Linked DNA regions of Pan troglodytes: region 2 is linked to region 1. Evidence: chromatin contacts called from public capture Hi-C data. All regions are on one chromosome and are shown on one strand. The core of a region is the stretch at or near the end of the contact, and the rest is flanking DNA. Distances in the headings are between cores, read along the strand shown. Region 1 has its middle 38 kb from the start of C14H14orf132. Region 2 has its middle 56 kb from the start of C14H14orf132.

Evidence for each region. Capture Hi-C pulls out chosen DNA fragments and counts their contacts.
Region 2: a capture Hi-C map of stem cell-derived neural stem cells shows a contact between it and region 1, with 3 times the contacts expected there. The contact joins two enhancer-like sites. A contact is called at or near these places in 4 of 7 Hi-C or Micro-C datasets (blood, induced pluripotent stem cells and stem cell-derived neural progenitor cells) and 1 of 1 other capture datasets (stem cell-derived neural stem cells).

The regions. Positions count from the first base shown.
Region 1 is chr15:94,000,696-94,005,893 of NHGRI_mPanTro3-v2.0_pri, forward strand. No RefSeq gene overlaps it. Among named protein-coding and RNA genes, the nearest start is that of C14H14orf132, 38 kb to the right of the region's middle. Within about 2 kb of position 3,131, at least 4 of the 24 cell types and tissues checked have an H3K27ac peak or open chromatin away from gene starts, as enhancers often do. A contact at or near this core is called in stem cell-derived neural stem cells, where this site is marked.
Region 2 is chr15:94,094,558-94,099,755 of NHGRI_mPanTro3-v2.0_pri, forward strand. No RefSeq gene overlaps it. Among named protein-coding and RNA genes, the nearest start is that of C14H14orf132, 56 kb to the left of the region's middle. Within about 2 kb of position 2,629, at least 8 of the 24 cell types and tissues checked have an H3K27ac peak or open chromatin away from gene starts, as enhancers often do. A contact at or near this core is called in stem cell-derived neural stem cells, where this site is marked.

The DNA.
Region 1 (5,198 bases), core at 1,881-4,380:
TCTCCTTCCCAAATTCTCTCCACTTCCTTTCCTCCCCCACCGTGATGTGACTTGTCCATGGTCACACATGTGGCCCAAAGTGGAGCTGGCGTTCAAATTCATGTCAGATTCCAAAGTCTAACTGCATTTCTTTCATTTCTTTTACTTTTTTTACTTTTTCTTTTTCACACTTTTAAAATCACACCAATAATACAAAAATACGTTCTCATCATTAATAAAGACATTGCAGATAAACACATGTCACCCTGACCCTCACCTAATCCCACCACATGCCCACATATACAAATGCTTCTCTCAGTTTGGTGTATCTCTTTCCAGATGTTTGTCCATGCACTTGCAAACATATAGATATTTATTTAAACAAAAATGAGTTCACATAGAATCATTATTTCACTGTTGTGATATACTTATTGTCTTAAAATATATCTTATATTTACATACTATGTTCAAAATTTCATGATGAGCAGAATTTGTTTTTGCAAAATAATCCATTAGAGTGGATGAAACTAATGAGGTCTTTGATTGATTATTGTTGTAGCTGGGTGATGGGGTTCATTATACTGCAATCTGCCATAATACAGTTTTAAAAAATACTCATAGACTTCCATTCTCCACTTAGGAGATAGGCAAATGGAAAAAAAAATCGCTTCCATCTTTACAACAACAAATATGCTGGACAACCTGTAAATCTTGCACCTGTTAAAGAACTGAGGTCACAGGGCAACCAACTAATGTGAAATCTAAGGAAATACAGGATCCCCCAAGAAGAAAGGGGAGGTGAGCCCTTGCTTACCTGTGGTAAATCTCACCAGACACTGGTAAGAAAAATCAGCTAAAAATGCTAACAAATTGCTAAAGGACAAATACAGACAGGTGAGAGGATATAGAACTACTGGGAATCACAAGCACAAGGGGAATATGTAACTGCTAGCTAGCTGTTCTCCAAGCTAGATGATTACAAGAAAGATGGGGTCAGAGCATGAGTGCTAAGAGGCATCACTGATGGTGCTGACCCAGGAGAAAGGCACAGTAGTCACTGTGAGAAAAACATTAAAACCTACCTGGATCCTTTTTTCTATGTCTCCTACAGAACAAATGGCTTATACCCCTGGGGAAAGACAATATACACTCTGTCACACTTAGCACATTGATGGAAACCCATTCTAGCTGGGAGAAGGAACATAAAAATACATTCTACCTTTGCAGAAGGTGCAAGATCACTGTCCCCTGACCAGACCCACAGTTGGAAGTGTGCGATACTGCTGAGAAGGCCCCATCTCCAAGACCCAGGGACACAGTTCTTGCCTCTAAAACTGAGGCTTAGCCAGAACAGGAGAGGATGCCCCAGCTCTGTCTCTCTTTAGAGGCAGAAATGACTTCATGGCCAATGACTTGTGTGATCACACAGCCCATGCTTAGAAGGGTCCTGCATTTGGTTTAATACTCTACTATTGCCATCCTGACAGTTTTAATACTTTTTGAGCAAGGAGCCCTTCATTTTTATTTTTCACCTGCAAACTCTGTAGCACATCCTGTCAACAGGCTACAACAGCGTCAAGTAACAAATAACAGCAGTTTCCAGCTGGGAAAGTGACAAGAGCATGAAGAGAGACTCTTTCTCTCTTTCTCTCTCTGTCTCTCCAGGCATGGCACAAAGGAAAACTTAAAGTCAAGGGTGAAGCAGATATTGACTAAAAAAAAAACACTCTTTAAAAGCAGCCCATATGCTAGATATGACTTCATTGGTGAATTCTACCAAACATTCAAGGAAGAAATATGAATTACACACAAACTCTTCCAGAATGTAGAAGAGGAGGAAAAACTTCCCAGCTCATTTTCTGAGGCCAGCATTACACAGGTACCAAAACCATCCAAAGAAATTCAACACACACACACACACACACACACACACACCCAACTAGAGAAGAATATCACTCATGGATACAGATACAAAAAATTCTTCAGCAAAAATATTAGCAAATTGTGCCATATATATGTACGTATATGGTAATACATTATTACTAAGTGGGATCTTTTGCAGGAAGTTCAGGCCATTTCAACATCCAAAAATCAATCAATGTAATTAATCACATCAACAGACTAAAAATGAAAAACTATGTGACCCTCTCTATAGATGCAGAAAAAAATAATTTAATACAATTCAACAAGTCTTAAAAAATATTGAATAGAAAGAAACTTTCTTAACTCAAGAAAAGATATGTACCAAAAAAAAAAAAAAGCCACAGTTAATATCATACTTAAAATAGAAGGCTAAATATTTTCCCCAAAGATCAACAACAAGGCTGGGATGCCCCTCCTCACCATGCTTATTTAACATCATACTGGAGTTCCTAGCTAGTTTAATAATGTAGTAAATAAATGTCTCTGCTTGCAGACAATGTGAATTTCTATGTAGAAAATCCCAAAGAATCTACCCAAAAAGCTACCAGAACTACTAATTTTCACAAGGTCATAGGATTAAAGGTCAACATTTAAAAATCAATCAGGGAGTGGGGTCAAGATGGCTGACTAGAAGCAGCAAGGGTCGGAGGCTCCCACCGAGAAGAAACAAAACAGCATGCAAATCCTACACCTGCAACCAAGATATTCAGGTTCTATCATCAGGACTAACTAGGTGGTTGGCATGACCCACGGAGAGCAAAGAGAAGCAGGATGGTGCATCAGCCTACCTGAGAGCCACACGGGGCAAAGGGAGCACCCCCATGCCCAGCCAAAGGAGGCGGTGAGTGAGTGTGCTACCCAGCCTGAGAAATTGTGCTTTTTCCACAGATCTGTGCAACCCACAGATCAGAAGTTTCCACTCATGAGCCTGCGCCACCAGGGCCTTCAGTCCCAACCACAGAGCCACACAGATTCTCAACAGCCTCTCAGCTGAAATCTGCTTAAGACTACAGAGTTCCCAGCAGGAGGGGCGGCCATCATCACTGTGCCTGCCTGTTGTCTAAGTCATCTGAGCTCCCTAGGGGAGGGGCAGCAACCATCACTGTGGTTGCCAGCTGCCAGCTGCCTAAGACAACTGAGATTCCTGAGAAAGGGGCAGCCATCATCACTGTGGCTGCCAGCTGGCTAAGAAAGCTGAGCTCCCCAGGGAAGAGACGGCAGACATCACTCCGGCTGCTAGCTGCCTAAGACACGGAACTCCTGGGGAGTGGGGAGGGCAGCAGCCATCACTATAGCTCCAGGCTGCATTTCTCCCCTGCTAGAGCCACGGAAACTGCATGGCTTGGTCCGAAGAGGTATTCCCTACAGCATAGCACACCAGCTATGGCAGACTATGGCCAGACTGCCTCTTTAGGCTGGACCCTGACTCATCCCACCTCACTGGGCGGGGCCTCCCTGTAGGAACTCCAGTAACTCCAGCCAGGGGCTTAGGGGCAGAGCTCTGATCTCCCTGGGCCTGAGCCCCTATGGGGAGGGGTGGCCATGGTCTCTGTGGACCTGCAGACTTAGTCTCTCTGCCTGCTAGCTCTGAGGAATCTGAGCAGCCCAGATTAGTGGGTTTCCCCTCAGTGCAGCACACCCCCTCCACCAAGAGACAGCCAAAGTGCTTCATTAAATGGGTCCTGATTCCCATGCCCCCCAGTTGGGTGAGAGCTCCCAACAGGGGTCGCCAGACACCCTATACAGGAGCACTCCTACTGCCATCAGGTCAGTGCCCCTTGAAGTCAGAGATCCCAGTAGAAGGAGCAGGCACCCATCTTTGCTGTTCTCCAGCTTCTTCCAGTGACATCTCCAGGTGGGGGAAGGACCCAGATGAATAGGGCCTCAGCAAACTGCAGCAGCCCTACAGAAGAGGGATCTGACTGTTGAAATAAAAACAAACAAACAGAAAACAACAACAAGAGCTTCAACAAAAAAGTCCCCACAGAAAACTCGTCCAAAGGTCAGCAGCCTCAAAGATTGAAACTAGACAATCTCATGAAGATGAGGAAGAATCAACAATAAAATGCTGAAAACTCAAAAGGCCAGAGTGCCTCTTCTCCAAATGATTGCAACACCTCTCCAGCAAGGGCACAGAACTGGACGGGGAATGAGATGGACAAATTGACAGAAGTAGCCTTCAGAAGGTGGGTAGTAACAAAATTCACTGAGATAAAGGAGCATATTCTAACCCAATGCAAAGAAGCTAAGAACCATGACAAAAGGTTACAGGAGCTGTTAACTAGAATAACCAGCTTAGAGAGGAACATAAATGACCTGATGGAGTTGAAAAACACAGCACAAGAAATTTATGATCCAAATATAAATGTCAGTAGCTGAATCAATCAAGTCAAACAAAGAATATCAGAGCTTGAAGACTATGCTGCTGAATTAAGGGAGGCAGGCAAAATTAGAGAAAAAAGAATGAAAAGAAATGAACAAAACTTCCCAAAACAATGGGACTATGTAAAAAGACTAAACCTACGACTGATTGGAGTACCTGAAAGAGATGGGGATAATGGAAACAAGTTGGAAACACACTTCAGGATATCATCCAGGAGAACTTCCCCAACCTAGCAAGACAGGCCAATATTCAAATTCAGGAAATATAGAGAACCCCAGTAAGATACTCCATGAGAAGATTAACTCCAAGACACAAAATTTTCAGATTCTCCAAGGTTGAAATGCAGGAAAAAAATGTTAAGGGCAGCCAGAGAGAAAGGCTGGGTCACCTACAAAAGGAAGCAGTGGACCTCTCAGCAGAAACCCTACAAACCAGAAAAGAGTGGGGCCAATATTCAAAATTCTTAAAGAAAAGAATTTTCAACCCAGAATTTCATATCCAGCCAAACTAAGCTTCATAAGCAAAGGAGAAATAAAATACTTTTCAGACAAGCAAATGCTGAGGGAACTTGTCACCATAAGGCCTGTCTTGCAAGAGCTCCTGAAGGAAGCAATAAATATGGAAAGGAAGAACTGGTACCACCCACTGCAAAAACACACTGAAATACTAAGACCAATGACACTATGAAGAAACTGCATCCACTAGTGTGCAAAATAACCAGCTAGCATCATGATGACAGGATCAAATTCACACATAACCATATTAACCTTAAATGTAAATGGGCTAAATGCCCCAACTGAAAGACACAGATTGGCAAATTGGATAAAGAGTCAAGACCCATTGGTGTGCTGTATTCAAGAGACCCATCTCATGTGCAAAGACACTCACAGGCTCAAAATAAAGGGATGGAGGA
Region 2 (5,198 bases), core at 1,379-3,878, 93 kb after region 1:
TGTTTCCACCATCTTGGGCATTTGTGGGGACCCCCAGACTGGAGGGAGAAAGCCCTACAAAGTGGATGGGAGTGTGGGGCTGAACTTTTCCCTACCCTTAACTTTGTGTCTCTGGGCCCTCCAGGGACCTGGCCCCTCACCAATGCATATGAAGAGTATGCTTGGGGAAGAGCTTAGGAATGGGGTGGGCATGGGAGTGCTGGGTAGCAGCCTTTGAGCAAATCTGCATCTTCTCTTATTTCTGACCTTTTTCCACGTGCCCAGTCCTATTTCCGCCAGTTGAAGGCATACTAATATTCTTTATACTATTTAATCTTTTGCAGAAACCTTACTATTATAACTTGCTACTCTCCAGATACCAATTCTTCATGCCGAGAGCATCGGAAATGTTTTTGTGTCTTACTGATGTTTTCATGATCAACTTGTAAATGTAAGCAGTTGACTTCATAAAAGGTATTTTAACTATTCTTGGAGTCCTTTGCTACCCAAGCACCTGGTTTCACCATGCGATCACTGACTTTTCTACAGTGAAGACTCTTTCTTAATATAGGATTTCGCTGTGCTCTTTTGATTAAAAATATCTAACCTTAAAAGATGTAAAAATGTATCTGTGAAATCTCACTTTATTAGCGTTGTTGCTGTTTGTCATTTTCTATTATGATAATTGAAAAGAGAAAAGAAGAAAACATGAACTCCTCTGTGTCTGGTTCTCATCTGTGCTTTATGCAAAGGAGACGATCTACTCAGCTTTAAAAGGCTCAGCCCCAGCGTCACCTCCATTCTGATGCTTTTCCTGCCCCACCGAGGCAGGACAGGTCCCCTCCTCCCTATCCCCTCCTGATCCCACTCCATCATCACACCTGTAGCAAATCAAATCACGGAAGCTACAGTCAGTTTTCCCAACTATTTGAGCCATCTAAGAGCAAACTTATTCAATGTGTTATCCCCACCACCCAGCACAGTGCCTGGCTCCTAGCAAACGTCCGATATTCTGTGAATGAGTGAATGATACCTGAATGACCGGCCCAGTACATTTCAACACTACGAGGAACATGGACCATATCATTTTCCTTATTAGTTCACTGATAGTAACAAACATTCGTATAGCACTTATGAGGTGTTTGGCGCAGTTCTGAGCTCTTTCCACACATGTTAACTCACTTAATCTTCGTTTTACAAATGAGGAGTCTGAGGCATGCAGAGGTTTCTTGCCCAAGGCCATGTAACTGGTGAACCAGGACTGAAAACCTGATTCTGGGTCAGTCCTGGGCTTAGGCCTCAAGAAGCCTTTTTTTGTTCTGTCTTTGGAACCCTGAGGATGCAAGCAAGGCTAGCCTGCTGGATGAGGAGAGACCAGAGCCTGGCCATTCCTAGGCTGCCAACAGTCCAACAGATAAGAGAGCCAAGGGAGGGGTTAGAACAAGAAGGTGTTCCATAATGTCAAGAGCTGCATGGACTTTGTAGGCAGCAACTAAAGAGATCACTGAGGACTGCCTGGAGGAGGCAATACTTAATTTGGTATGGAATCTGCAGAAACAGGTGCACAGCAGAGGTTGCATGGGGTTCGGGCTAGAAGACCAGGCTGGATAAAGGTCAAGGCAGCAGTGGATCTGAGGCTGCTGAGGATGAAGGGATACAGCCAGCTGGAAGGGGCCTTGAATGTCAAGGTGGGCACCATAGTGGGCCATGGGCCACTGTTGGCCATAGGGAAGCAGGGCTGGTTCTCAAGTAGAGAGGCCTGCAGTTTCTGGAGCAGGGAGGCAGCAAGAGAACTGGGAAGGGGCTCTTGATTTTGCCCCTAGAACCTGCCCCTCTGGCGTCTTCCCTAGCTCGCTGGATGGCACCTCCGCCCTGCACCAGCGTGGCTGATAAGGTGGGGTCTCCCTCCCAATCGTGTGCCTTGCAAAGATGGCAGAGGCTTTCACATGGCCCAAAGGACTGCGTTCTCAAGACTGATAAGCATCATTCTGAAATAGCAAAAATGGCTAGCAGCAAGGTTTCTCAAGAAAAGGAGGCATCCCTGGTCCAATGCTGCTGAATTTATGTCTCAAGAAGCTACAGCCAGTCCAGCCCAGGCCACAACGTGTCCCTCACTTCCTGCCCCACCCTCCTTGCTAACATTTAATTGATTTAATTGAATTTTTGGTTTTACCAATCAGAATTGTAAACACATTCATCCTCATGCAATGTGCCTGTTCCTAGTCAACCCTGGTATTGTAAGGGTATGGGCAGCTTTCCTGGAGCAGAATGTCCATCTGTAATGTGGGGCCTGTAAAGAAATAAAGGTTCAAACAACTACAGCTCTTCACTCTGTCCAGGAGTTGGCTATGCTGTGGGTAGTGGGGTGTTCCTCTCCCCTAGGGATGAGCCGGTCCCCCATTAGCTGTGTACCCTTGGAGGGCTAATGCCTCCTCTGGCTCACCCCTCTGTCCTCCCCAGTGCCCAGCCCAGGGATAACAGTGTCAGGCTTTCCATAAATGAACTAATGAGGGGGGCAGGGATGAACACCGCAGCCTCCCTTCGGTGCCTGCTGGAATGGCCAGGCTCTGCATCCGCTCCCCAGAGCTGCCTGAGCCTTTAGGGTTGGAGGAGGGGGAGAGGAAGGGGAGGGACGGGTTTCTAGGGCTGAGATGGGCCCCTTAGTGATGCTGGTGGGGCTGCCTCTTTATTTAGCTGCCTGCTACCCATGGTCTCCAAAGCCTGCCCTTGCTGGGGATTTTCCATTTGGCTTCCAGTGACTCAGGCTCCCGCAGGGTGCTGGCCTTACCAGGCAGCAGAGATGGCCCCACGATTAATATTGATACAAGCCAGCTGCTGAGGCCTCTTTCACAAGCAAGACAAATAATATTAACTACCACAGCAACCGGCATCTGAGCCGCGCTGCCCTCAGGGTTTGCAAGCGCTTTCCATTCCAGCTTTCCATCCTCTGAACAGGTGACCTGTGTCGGCCCCTCCCATGCCCCAAGCACAACCAGGCAGGGCACCTACTCTCTGTCTTGTGTGGTGGGGGGTTGGGGGAGGCAAAGGATCAGATGAAGACAATGGGTTGTAACTGCATGATAGTGAGAAGCTGAAATGGGCCGGGGCTGAGTGGGGCCTCCTAACCAGCCTAGCACTCCAGGCCAGAACGCCAGGGAGACAAGCCTCCAGTTTTTAGAAAACAAAACTGAAGTTCATCGACTTGTTCATTCAATAAGCAATGACTGAGCACCTGCTATGAGCCAGGCACTGTTCTAGACACTCAGGGTGTATAGTGAACAAAACAAAGCCCCCACCCTGCTGATGGCAAAGGGAAGGTAGACAAGAAGCCAATAAAGAAATAAAGATCAAGCCTTACTTTCTGAAAAACCAAAAGAAAGAAACAGTGAAAGAATGCGCTATGGAATGGAGACAAATGTTGGGGGAAACAGAAAGTAAGTGTGGGGCTGGAGCGGGAGGGGCATGCGGTTTTCGAGAGGATGATCAAGACACTCCTATCCCCAGGGGAGAGGTGGTGCCAGTGTCTCAGGACAGGGTGACAGTTCAGAGAGGTGACCTGACAACGTGCCTGGCCACCCCAAGCTTCTGGATAGAGAGAGTTTTGTACTCAGTTCTTACAGAGTATTGTCTTGTCCCAGAAGTGCTCTTGGAAATAGCATCATTCATTCATTCATTCATTCATTCATCCATTCCTTCATCCATTCCTTCACTGAGTCTCTACTCTGAGCTGGACAGGCAAGAATACACCCTGGCTCCTGCCCCCACGGTACTCACGGTCCAGGCTTGAAGTCCCTGTGTCGTGATCACGGTTGGGGCAGCAGGACCCAGTTCTCCCCTGAGATTAAGTCTCAGAAGACACCTGGTTAACCAGCCAAAGTCTGCATGAGGGTGACACTGGCTGCAGAGTGCTGCCCACAGGGAAGGCTCAGGTGGTGCCTTATACCTCGTTGGACCCTTCTGAGTGGGAAAGGCACTTCCCTGTGTGGCTCCCGCGGGTGCTGCTGGGGCCTAGCACCCTAGCACCTATCTCAAGAAGTCAGACATGGCTGCTGGGGCTGGTGCATGCTGGTCTTGGACTCTCAGCATCTGTTGTCACTCCTTTCGGTAAAGCATGCTATTTCCTCTTGGGGAGCCACAATCCGCAGTCTGTGTACTCGATCCCTCCTGGGCTGGGTAGCCTGAATGCCCCATGGCCACAATGATATGTGCAGGGTGTGTGCCTGGCTCTGGCCTGGGCAGTGGTGACCTTGCAACCCCCTGATCCCAGTGGCTGGGCCAGGAGTGATTACACAACCAGACAGATGCAGGCAGCACAGATGCCCTGACTTGTAAGCGAGCACTGGGAAGCAGTCTGCACGGGGGACTCTGTCTCTCTGCTGGAAGGAAAGCCAGGAGGATGTGCGCCTGTCATGGCAGCCACCATCTCACCGCTGTGAGAGAAGCTGCTGAGAGTGGAGGCACAGCAAGTAGAGCCCAGAGATGGGAAGAAAGAGACTGGCTCCTGCAGGGTCTAACTGGACCCCTGTGGATCAAGCCACATCTGATTCTCCTTATGTAAGCTGATCAATTACCCATCTACTTGAACCGGTTTGAGTTGGGTTTCTGCCCTTTGTCATAGAAGGGATGTTGGTGATACTCCTTCAGTGCACTCTGGCCTTCACCCCACATGGGGATGGCCACCCCCAGGTTGAGGAGCTCTAGGGGGCCGTCCTATTCATCCTCGGCCATCCTGGGCTCTCCTGCCTGGCTGCTGCCTCACTCTATCCCTGCTGTCACCCAGTTCTCTTCGTCCCTCGAAGCTTGAACTTTGAGTCCAGCCACAGGTTCGGCTTTTCTGGCTCGACACATTGTCCTTGGTTTTGGCCTTATCTGCTGGTTTCTGATGGCCTCAGGTACTGTCCACCAATGAGGCTCAACACCTCGGACCTGACCCCAGAATTAGCCTGATCCTGCCTCCAAAGAATTACAATTTGTCAAACAAACTCCCTCCTCATTTTTGTTTCATGCCAGTAGAGTGGGGCGGGGGGCTGCCCCGGTACAGCCCTTTGTCATTACTGCTGCTCTGGGAAGCCTAACATCACCAACATTATGCATCTCACTTCGTAGTTTGCAGAAATCTTTCATGCAGTGGACTGAATATTTGTGTCACCCCCCAAAAAAATTCCTATGTTGAAATCCTAACCCCTAATATGATGGTATTAGGAGGTGGGGAGGTCTTT